Regions from separate parts of the Mus musculus genome. Here region 2 is linked to region 1. Evidence: chromatin contacts called from public Hi-C data. All regions are on one chromosome and are shown on one strand. The core of a region is the stretch at or near the end of the contact, and the rest is flanking DNA. Distances in the headings are between cores, read along the strand shown. Region 1 has its middle 19 kb from the start of Gm34428. Region 2 overlaps Asph (aspartate-beta-hydroxylase).

What was found. A called contact is a pair of places that touch in the nucleus more often than the background predicts.
Region 2: a Hi-C map of cerebellar granule neurons shows a contact between it and region 1, with 1.7 times the contacts expected there. The contact joins two enhancer-like sites. A contact is called at or near these places in 4 of 484 Hi-C or Micro-C datasets (the N1E-115 cell line, cerebellar granule neurons, cortical neurons and 1 more) and 2 of 115 datasets of contacts at active chromatin or transcription factors (acute myeloid leukemia and stem cell-derived neural progenitor cells).

The regions. Positions count from the first base shown.
Region 1 is chr4:9,024,723-9,030,450 of GRCm38.p6, forward strand. No RefSeq gene overlaps it. Among named protein-coding and RNA genes, the nearest start is that of Gm34428, 19 kb to the left of the region's middle. Within about 2 kb of position 3,234, at least 164 of the 459 cell types and tissues checked have an H3K27ac peak or open chromatin away from gene starts, as enhancers often do. A contact at or near this core is called in cerebellar granule neurons, where this site is marked.
Region 2 is chr4:9,511,868-9,517,595 of GRCm38.p6, forward strand. Asph (aspartate-beta-hydroxylase) reads right to left here. Exons shown (of 24, transcript NM_023066.3): 19 at 2,722-2,811. Among named protein-coding and RNA genes, the nearest start is that of Asph, 150 kb to the right of the region's middle. Within about 2 kb of position 3,109, at least 8 of the 459 cell types and tissues checked have an H3K27ac peak or open chromatin away from gene starts, as enhancers often do. A contact at or near this core is called in cerebellar granule neurons, where this site is marked.

The DNA.
Region 1 (5,728 bases), core at 1,984-4,483:
GCTGGAAAGTGAAACCATTCTGTCAGACATGAGACTGTGTGAGCGTATTCACAATAATTATCAGCAATATCCTGAGATGGAGCCATTTGTAAGGATGAGCTGTTGTCAACAGATACTTCAGCTATGATTTGGAATTGTGGCTCAGCTCCTGGGAGAGTGTGTGCTCAGCCTGCAGGCTGCTTCCAGGCAGTTTAAGGTGCTGAACACACACACACACACACACACACACACACACACACACACACACAGAGACATTGACACACAGGGACACACAGACAGACACAGACAAACAGAAATAGACGCACTTAAACAGAGACAGACAGACAGACAGACAGACAGACACACATACTTACACAGGGAGACACAGTCACATATACAGACAGACACACACTCATAGACAGACAAACTCATACACAACACACACTCGCACGTAGACATGCACATTCACACACACACACACACTAAGACACACACAGACACACAGAGACACACAGAGACAAACACAGACACAGACACATACAGACACACACAGACAAACACAGACACACACACACTAATATAAAACACACACAGACACACACAGAGACACAGAGACACACACAGACACACACAGACAGACACAGACACACAGACACACACACACACACACACACACACACACACACACACACACACACCACTTTAGAAATACTCAACTCTGGGACTTGATCTTGTCAGTCCCCAGGTTCGCAGCCTTTTTATCCCTGTCTCTCTAATTCTGTGTCCAAGGTTTGAGTGAGTCAGGATGTGAAGAAGATGTGCCTGATGCTTCAGCTCTGCCTGTCTTTTCAGAAGAAATAAGTAAATACCTGTGGAATGAATGAATGAATGAATGAATGAATGAGCCTGAAGCTTCTTTTCTGGGACCCACAACCTGCTCGGTCTGAATTTTGAATTCCTCCAGAGCCATACTTGTAGGCTGCCTTCCTCAGGTTTCTTGCCACTTATGCACAGGCAGCTTCCTTTCTTCTCAGGACTTGAGTACCACCCTGAGTGAGTGCCACCCTCAGTATCACCCTAAGTGAGTGAGTGCCACCCTGAGTGAGTACCACCCTGAGTACCGCCCTAAGTGAGTGAGTGCCACCCTGAGTACCACCCTAAGTGAGTGAGTACCACCCTGAGTGAGTACCACCCTGAGTGAGTGCCACCCTCAGTATCACCCTAAGTGAGTGAGTGCCACCCTGAGTGAGTACCACCTTGAGTGAGTGCCACACTGAGGGCTTCCAGGTAGACACTGCTTTCCCTTGGCCCTTGTGTATTCATGGCTTGTTCTGGATCACGTGACTAATGCATGCTCCGGACTTTTTCTACCTTTATTTCACTGCCTTCTCGTTCCTCTCTCCCCTTTCCTTGAGAAATTTCAAGAAAGTTCAGTGCAAACAATTGAGAAACTCTAACAGAAACCCAGGGCAGAGAGGGCAAAGGGCTAAGGAGGAGGGGCCAAGCCCGGTGCCTTCTCTTGAGACCCAGTGGGAAGGGCAGTCTAGGGCAAAGCCTCCATGGAGTCTTAAAAGACCAGCATGCTTCCTTTTGACAGCTGACTTGCAAAGAGTTAACCCTTTGAGGAACCGTCCTGTATGATTTGGCTACTGCTTTGGCTACGGCATGAGTGTGAGGACCTGTATTAGGCTAACAAGCTATATGGTTTGCTACCAGTTTTGACCAGTTTAGATATCACCGTTTTCCCAGAATACTATCAAAGTACCTGAGCAACCCAACTTCCTACTACCGGTTTCGAGATGAGATATTCACACAAAGAGGGGAATTCTGTTTTCCCAGAAGGGCTCTTGTCAGAACTCAGGTTCCAAAGAACCGTGGATTAGGCATGGAAGTTTCCGTGGACCACTTTTGGTTTGGGGGTTGGTGTGGCCGCAAATGCCAGGCTGTTTCCCAGCATCTCCCCCCACTACAAAGCCTAGTTTCTTCCCCTTGGGTTCCTAATGTACTTTTGTTATTTATATCTTTAATTGGGTGAGAGTACCCAGAATTGTAAAAAAAAAAAAAAATCTGAATAAGTAAATAAATTTAAAAATTAAAAAACTCCTAGTTGGTGATGTCTGACTTCCTGTGTTCATGTTGTTGCGCTCTTGTTGCTGTGGGTTTTTGTTTTGCTTCTCGAATGTTGTTGTTTTCCAGGAAAGCTGTCGTTTATCGTGAGAACAGGAGCAGCCATGTGTTGATTTTTCTGGATTCCTTTTGGCTACTGTCCCAGTGCTAATGAAGGCCCTTCCAAAGTGCTAACGAGCTGGTGCCAAAATCAGTTATGCCGAAAACAATGGAGAAGCGTAGTGTGCAGACAGCATGTATACCCCCATATGCACACACGTGTGCATGTGCTCGCGCGCGCACACACACAGATTTAAGATAATATATTCGTGTGCAACTTCCTGTTTGTGCAAATTAGACATAGCTGTTCGTGCAAATATGGCGTGCACGTTGGAACTTCACAAAGGAGAATGTGAGGGTTCCTTTAATGAAAAGACTTATATTTGGCTGCCGAAATCATTCCTTGCTCATAGGAGGAACAAAGTTTCTAGATTTTTCTGGGCACAAATTTTCTAGCTGGGAAGCTAGTTAAAATGTACATTCACGAACTTAAACAGTTTAAGGTGTAATATCAATGTGACTATAGATTTTATTTTCCTGAGAGGAAGATCCTGCTATAAGAACCACCAGGCACTGTTTAGTTTAGGTTTGGCCCCCCTGGATGATTTTAGTAAAGTCACCAGCATTGATCTTTGAGCCCTTTTAAGGTGTTATTTTGTCGCTGGGGCTCTCTCTGGCTTCCATGGCTTCTTCTTGCCTTCCTCTCAGTGTGTAATTACTCTCGCCTCAATTTGTTTACACAGCTTGGAGATGGGGACAGAGTTCTCTGGTGACCGTGCAACTGCAGCAATCACCGTAAAGAGAAGCATTTAGACGCTATAAAACCTAAACGCCCGGCATGCACCATTACATAGCAGTTACTGAAATTTAGCAAATTAAATTAAATAATTTAAATAACTTGATTTCAGGGATTTAAAAATTCATCTCTGTGGAATCCAGTAGTCAGTTTATTATTATTATTGTTGTTCATCAAGTACAATTTATGTTTTTTAATGAATCAAAATCCCTCTTCGGCCGCCCAGTCCACAGTAGCTCTCGGCACCCTCGATTGAGTCGGTATCTTCGTGCGCCATCTTCCGGCAGCGTCTAGTACCACGGCCGCGAGGTATCAGCCCAACCCTGGGCTGCGGAGTTGGGGGAGTCGCCGCGACTGCCAGGGTGGCCAAGTCTCAGTCTCTGCAAAGATTCACGGTTAGGACAATGCTCGAAGCTATTGAGTAAACTGCTCCCGTGGGCTTTGTTATTGTGGGTCACCCTGAAGCACGGGGACAGCCCGGAGAGACTCTGACTGTGGAGGCTGGAGGCTTGTTTTCTGTCAGTGGACGCCTGCTCTCATTCCCCATCAACGACTAGATGTGACTGACCTGCCATTTGTCCCACATCACCGGGAAGCCAGCCGTCCCTCCACAACCCACGGCTTTTCTCTGCTCCACCAGGGCTCCGTTCCAAGGGGCCGTTGCACGTTTAGACGCACAGCCCAGATAAAAACCTGTTTTAAATATTTTATTTCCCTTTCTGAAACAGTCAAAGCCATGTGTTGTTGGGATAATGGAGAGCTGCGCCTTGTTTTTAAGACTATTTTTACACTTATGTTCAATCTAACGATAGTTTAACAAGTAAACAACCATCAGATGATACTGATCGGGGTTGAAGGAGGGAAATCCTTTCCTAAGCAGCCCTTGGCGCCTTGGTTTGACTTATCTCGTTTCGGTTAAGTGCCACCTACGTCTTTCCCCACGTACCCTGGTTTGTAATCCAGTGCACCCACCCACGTACAATGGCTAATAATCCAGGCACCCAGGAAAGGAATCCTCTACCCTCTCGTTGGACCTCTTTCCTGGCTTCTAGGCAGAAGGCAGTGTGGGGAGCTGAGCGCCTGATTGCTTTCCCATTTAACAACTGGCTTGTCCCCTCCCCCACTACAACGCTTCAGCGGAGCAACAGATGGTGTTGGGGGCTTTTTTTTTTTCCCTGAGTTTAAGATGGTTCATTTTGTGCTTTCTCGGGAGAACGATGAAGATTAACTCCACTCCATCGTGAGCTCTTGCAAAAGAGCAAAAGAGAAGATGTGATATCTTCTAAAAAACTCCCACTTCATCTTGCCCCTGTGTGGCCAGTGCGTTCTTTGTCATCTTCAAGTGGAAGTCTCTTCTCTCTTCTTAAAATTAAATCCCTTTCCTCGTCATATCCCCCTGCTTTCTTCTTTCCTAGGCACACACTTTCCATGTCTGCACAGAAAAGAAATGTCAGGAAAAGTTGTCAGACAATTTATAATTCTGTACATGTTAAGTTACGGATCTCTGGAGATTTTGAAGGCTGTTTTATTCTTTCGAGCAAAAGACAAAACTCAGTATCGGCAACAGCAACAGGGCTGGAGAGGCTGCTTAGCAGGCAAAGGCACTTATGCCCAAGCCCAAGACCCTGCGCTTGATTCCAGAGTACCACATGGTGGAAAGAAAAAACAGACTCCCCAAAGCTGTTCTCTGACCTTCCACACCTGCACGGCAATACTCAAGCACTTCCCACACCCCCACACCACACCCCCACATCACCCCTACCCCCACACCACACCACACCCCCACATCACCCCCACCCCCACACCACACCCCCACATCACCCCCACCCCCACACCACACCACACCCCCACACCACACCCCCACACAAGAGAGGGCTTGACTCAGACTTACACATTAAATAAATAACATTTAATAGAGAACAGAAATCACACAAAGGGAAATATTTAAGAAAATCAGATTAAGGCTGAGTGTGGCGGCTTATGCCTATAAACCCAGATATTGGGAAGCTGAGGCAGGAGGTTGGCTATGAGTTTAAAGTCCACCTGAGCTATGGAATGAGACCCCTTCCTCTCTCAAGAAAGAAACAAACAAATAATACAATACAAACTGGCATGATAACACATGTCTGCAAGCAATCCTAGAATGTGGGAAGTTGGTTTTATAGTGAGTTCAGTATTCACCTGACCTACACCCTTAGGAAGAAAGCAATAATCAGACCGAGGGCTGATGGCATTCCTCTGTTGTATTACATTGAAGTAGCAACCGCAGACATAAAATGAAGAGATGGTACTAGGTAGTCTTGTTCCCAATAATACAATTATTTACTTACTTAAGAATTTTTGAGAGAGGCTCATAATATAGCCCCAAGCTGGTCTTTAACTCACCACCCTTTGGCCTTAGTCCTCAGTGCTAGTGTTAAAGGAATGTGTCATCGAGATCAGCCTCCATCCTTAAAGGTCTGAGCACCTTCCTCTAGCTGCACAATGATGTAAAAAGGCAAAACGAAACAAAAGGAAACAACACAAGAATCTGTTAGACATCAAGGCTGAACTGCTTTTCCTCCATCTGCTAACTGAAGGCCAGTCCTTCTCAGCTCCTGGTGTTGTATGTAGCCCATGTCATTTAGTGTCATTACAGTGTCATTAGAGTGGCCTTGGTTCCACACTTGCCTTGAGAGGCATGCTCCTGCCTCGCACTTGCTCAGCCCTTGGGCTAATCCGGAAGCCTCATCCTGACCCTGCGTTCCTCCACAGTCCCTCGGTGTCGTGAGCTGCTAGTTCTAATCT
Region 2 (5,728 bases), core at 1,859-4,358, 490 kb after region 1:
CTCTTTTTTATTTTTTATTTTTTTCCTTTTGAGACAGGGCCATGAAGCCCAGGTGGGTCTCAGACTTGCTGTGTAGCTGAAGATGACCTTGAACTTCTGATCCTCCTGCCTTTCCTTTCAGAGCAATAGTACTATGGGATGTTCTACCACACCCACATCATGTGGAACTGGGGACAGAAACACTAGGCAGGCAATCGAGGAACTGTGCTACATCCCAGTCTCCTTAAATGTATTTTACATCAATGCCATTTCTATTTTTGTCAAATTATTGCTATGTGTTCTTTATGCAGATACACACAGACACCGACAGACACTGACACACACACAGACACACAGGCACTGACACACACACAGACACAGACACACACACACACACACACACATACACACACACACATACACACACACTGAAAGCTTCTAATTCTGAAATCTGTGTGATAGATCTGTCCTGAGAGGCTCAGCTTGGGCTGGCCTGTCTGAAGTGTTGGTACATTTTGGGTATAGCACTCGGTTACAATTTACCTGTGTTGAACTATAAATGACATTGCATAGAAATGGGGCTTTGTTTTATTTTGAATCACAAATGTTTTGAGAATTAGGTGGCTGGACAGAAAGTGTAACTAACGTAAGAAACAACAGTGGGGTGCTTACGAGTTACTGAGGTGGCTGATGAGAAACTGGAATTAACATGCCCTGAAGAAAGGGGGGCTACTGATGAGCCCAGGAATTCTGATCCTTGGAACTTGCCCTCAGGAAGGGAGAGAAAGAGGGAGGAGCTAAGGTTGATCCCAATTTTGATTCAGGAGTTGGCAATAAAGGAACCTGAGACCATCTAAAAGAAAAATGGCGGAGAGGAGAAGGGAGCTTGCTGTGCGAGCAGTATGCAGTGCCCTCGGACTGGCTGGAGATGTGTGAGCATGCATGTGGAGAGTGAGACCAGAGCTGAAGACAATGTGGACTCGATATGAAGCCTCTGAAGCTTGGCTGCTCCAGGGCTGCCGTGGGTTGTCTTCCTCTTTCTCCTCCATACTACCAGAAATAGTCACAGAGATCCATTGTCTCAGCAGTCTTTGTGGCAGAGGCTGTGCGTTTGCCTCCCAGTTGTGTGCGTCCTCTCTCAGACCAGCAGTGAGCTCCACAGAGGCAAACGCAGAGGGCGGCTGCTTCCCAGTGGGTAAGCTCTGACGCAGACTCCACACTTAGTATTGGGTTATGCTAACATGGGGTGTCTATGGGCTTGATTCTGTTCTGTGTAAGCATGAATCCTTATGAACTTTCCAAATTCAGGAACTGTGCGGTTCTTTGCATATTAATGATAATTATGCTGGTATAACAGCCCCTAGGCTTAAACACCAGGCTCATAACAAGTGTTCAGTAGTGAATTCATTGTCCTTGAAGTAAGAGCTGTTTTCATCTAAGATATGAGATAAAGTAGATTTCTTTTATCTGTCTTTGCCCTGTACCACGGAATGTTCAAAGACAAATTAATTAGTGACAATTATATTTACAGAAATTGAATACAGACTTTTCCCGAGTGTTGGCTACTGTGGCAGACATTTTCTTGCCCTCCTCATCCAAAGGAGGGTTCTTTTTACAGCAGGAAGGTACAGAATAATGACTGCCGTCAGCAACGCCTCCCCTCCTCTTCACTTCTAGCGTCGTTCTATTTTAGTCAGATGATTGGTAGGTTAAAGGAGGAAGGTACACATGAATAGAAAGGTAGAAAGAAAACAGTGTCAATCATCAAAGTGCTACTACTCGGAATAACTCCTGTTTCTTGCAGGAGACTGCGCAGTCACACTGCTTCTCTGAGCCCCTAGCTGCCCAGAGGGTCTTATATTCTTATGAAATCTAGAAATTTGAAGCTGCATTGTCCTTAGGTGTCACATATGAAGGGCAGTGGTTACAAAGGGTCACTGTTGTGTTGGTGTTTTTATCTTCAGACTCTGAAGACAGCTGAAGTAGAATTTCTACAGTGGTATAGGGCGGAAGAGGTAGGCCTTGTTTATTGGCAGGCAAATCATGGGGGTCATAAAAGGGCTAGAAATCTGTGGTACATGACCTCACGACTGATGTCATGTTTACACAGGCTGACAATTGTACGCAGGAGAAAGGTAATGATCAGGAAGAAAATTCACTTGTTTCAGTTACTGCATCCATGCATGTTTGCGTTGGTACCTGCCACTGCCCTGGCTATAAATGTTCAGCTTAAATTGAAAATGAAAAGTACATGGTTAAACGTTAAGACCACTATGCTAAGGATTAGTCAAATAGTTGGTTCTAAAAATGACTACTGCAGAAATTCCAAAGTAAAACATTAAATATGTAAATGGTTTTAAAAATTAAATCAATTTTAGAGAACTCTGTATTTCTTAATTTCAACTATACTTTTCAAAGGCAATTATCTTTTGCTACACACATAGATACACTCGCTCAGATGCACACACAGACACACACACACACAGACACACAAACAATCACAGATACACACACAAACACACCCCCCCCCAAAAAAGAGGCGCTTTTCAGATTACACATCTGAAAACACCAACTGGAAAAAATAAACTGTAAAATCCAAATCCCAAAGATCTTGTAAGAACATTGGCTTCATAAGTTACGCTAAGAACGTTTGTAAAGTTCTAACTGATTCCCAGCAGTAAAAGTCCCCACCCACTAGTTTATCATCTATTGGAATAAAGTCACAAACCCAGTTAATCGTACCTCTTTGTTCCCGACCCTCTGCATGGCATCCCCCAAGTGGAAGTAAAACCGGCCATCATCCGTGCCAGGGTCCCCAGATTCGATTCCTTCCTGGAAAAGGACAGTGTTACCATCTGTGAAGGGTGACATTTGGGGGTCTCATCCCTTGACCTCTGTAGATTTTCCTTATTTATGAACAAAAACATCTCATAGGAAAACATAAGACCTTGAAAATTTTGTCTCATTATTAAAAGTAGATGATGAGTTTGGTCCACATTTTACATGTAAACATAAAATGAGATAATCTAAACTTAACGACAAGGTTATCATTAACCGCTAGTGGACTAGCCCAGGAATTAGCAAGCACGCTGTACTGCCACAGGGGAGCTATCATATTCCAGGGCTGCAGATGGTTTCCCTGGCTGGGTTTTTCCACATTGACTTTGCTCTCCAAGTCTGACCATATGCCACCTACAGTCTTTTATTCCTGAACCCAAACACTGTTTTGCTTGTGTTTCAAGGGATGACAGTGTGAGTGTACGTGACAGTCCTTTCTACCCTAAACAAATGTGCCACAAGCAGCTAATGAAACTTCTTACTAACATTTACAGGATTCAAGCCAACACCAACTGGAATCTTGACACAGGTAATTTTTACTGAACAGCTTCTATTATGAATTGCTCTGCTCTTCCCTCTCTCCATAAAAGCACTGGAAATGAGATTCTTATTGTAAAACGGGAAGAGAAAATACTGAGACTGAATATGGAAAAGAAAAAAAAAACAAAAATGTGAAATAGTTTAATGGCAGGTATTCTTTTCATAAACGACATCTTTGAGGCTGCCCCAGGAAAGGCTAGCAAGATGGCTCAGTGGGTGAGGGCACTTGCTGCCAAGCTTGATGACCTGATTTTCATCTCCAGGTCCCAAATATTGCAAGGAGAGAGCCAGGTCCTGTAAGTCATCCTCTGACCTCTAAGTACATGATGTGGATGCACATACACATGAGTACATACCCATGGTTATATATATACGTATATGTGTATATATACATATATGTGTGTGTGTATATATATCTATTTTATCTCACAAATGACATTTCTTCTGAGAAAAGATAATGACCATATATGTTTTCTATTCTTTCATATATATACATATCTGAGAACATTACATAATATATTTCATATATAATATTATATCATTACTATTAATTATTTAATTAATATAATATCAATAAAATCATTAATATTGCAGTAGCATTAATATTAATAGTATAATGTTGTACTTTATGATATTATATATAATATATCATTAAAATTGTATATTTAAGTAACATTAATTAATATTATTAATATTGTCATATTATTAGTATTAATAAAACCATATTGTATTATGTATACATATTATAATATTAAGATTAATAATATAGTGTTATATGTATAAAATGCAATATATAATATATCATGTTCATATATATGTATATATATGAAAGAATAGAAAACATATATGATCATTATCTTCTCTCAGAAGAACTGCTATTTGTACAGTCTTGGAAAATAGCCTCTAACATAACAGACTGACAGCCGGGCGTGGTGGCTCACGCCTTTAATCCCAGCACTTGGGAGGCAGAGTCAGGCGGATTTCTGAGTTCGAGGCCAGCTTGGTCTACAAAGTGAGTTCCAGGACAGCCAGGGCTATACAGAGAAACCATGTCTCGAAAAACCAAAAAACCAAAAGCCAAAAACAAAAAACAAACAACCAAAACAAACAAAAAACAGACTGACTGGTGTAGAGTATCCTTATTTGTTAAATGTCTGCCCTAGCTCTTGCTTGCTTGCCCACTGTTGTACCTAGAAGAATACTATCAGGCCTCCAGAATTGAAGACAATGTGAGCGCACTTTAAGCCAGACCAATGCACATGCCCACACAGCCCTGGTAAAATGGAAAGGTCTGCAGTGTCTGATGACAGGCAGGGCAGATGGGAATATAAGCCATCTAGAGGGGCATCATGCTCAGCACTATGCCCCAGGGTTGTGGGCCAGATAGGAAGCTAGAAGTGTGCCTGACCACACACAGTGTGGGCATTCTTAAGACAGGCAGCAATTGCAACAATAAGCATTGTTTGAAGAAGTCACAGAAGCCAGCCATACTGCTATCATAAAGGGGGTTCAAAACTCTCATGCATACATGAGCTATGTATACAGCAGCTCTCCTTTACAGTGGGTCAAACTTTTAGCCATCATATTGTTCCTACTCAAACAAAAGCAAACTAAACTTAAACTTTAATTCCCTTCCTCAGTTACAGTAGCCATGGTTTAGATATTCAGTGTGTGAACAATAAATATAAGTGATCTTTCTTTTTTCTTTCCTTCCTTCCTTCCTTCCTCTCTTTCTTTCTCTCTCTCTCTCTCTCTCTCTCTCTCTCTCTCTCTCTCTCTCATGAACTATCCACACTGCAGTTTAATATGGTAGAAAACGCAATAATATATTTTAAGATTTTGAGTCATTAGCCCTAAGGTGTTTTTCAAATAGTGTCTGCTCAAGCTGTTATTGTTGTAGGCTGAAGTGTCTCCTGCATGCCTCTGTGCTTCCGTCTCCAGCATGAGGTACTGTTTGGGAGTTTGTAGAACATTGCTTGCAGAACTCTCTCACCAGGGGTGGGCCTTGACGGTTACTCTGCTCTACCCTCCACTCTTGGTCTTTCATTAGTGCTCATAGACCAAAACTGAACAATCTACTGTCACATGTTCCTGCCACTTCGAGCTCTGCTGTGCCATCCCCACAATGAAACACAGCACCTCCCAGAAACTAAGAACCCAAATCAACCTTTCCTTACATGGTTTCTGTTGAGAATTTTGGCAACCATGATACCAAAGTAGCTCATGCAGTTGGGGTCTCTCCCTGACATTCAGTCAGGTGTATGAACTGCCTGAGATACATGCACTCTGAGGCTAGGAAGACTCAGTGAGTCATGCCAATCAGTTAGACGCCATAACTGGAAGCCACAACCAAAGGGGACCTCAGAGGACT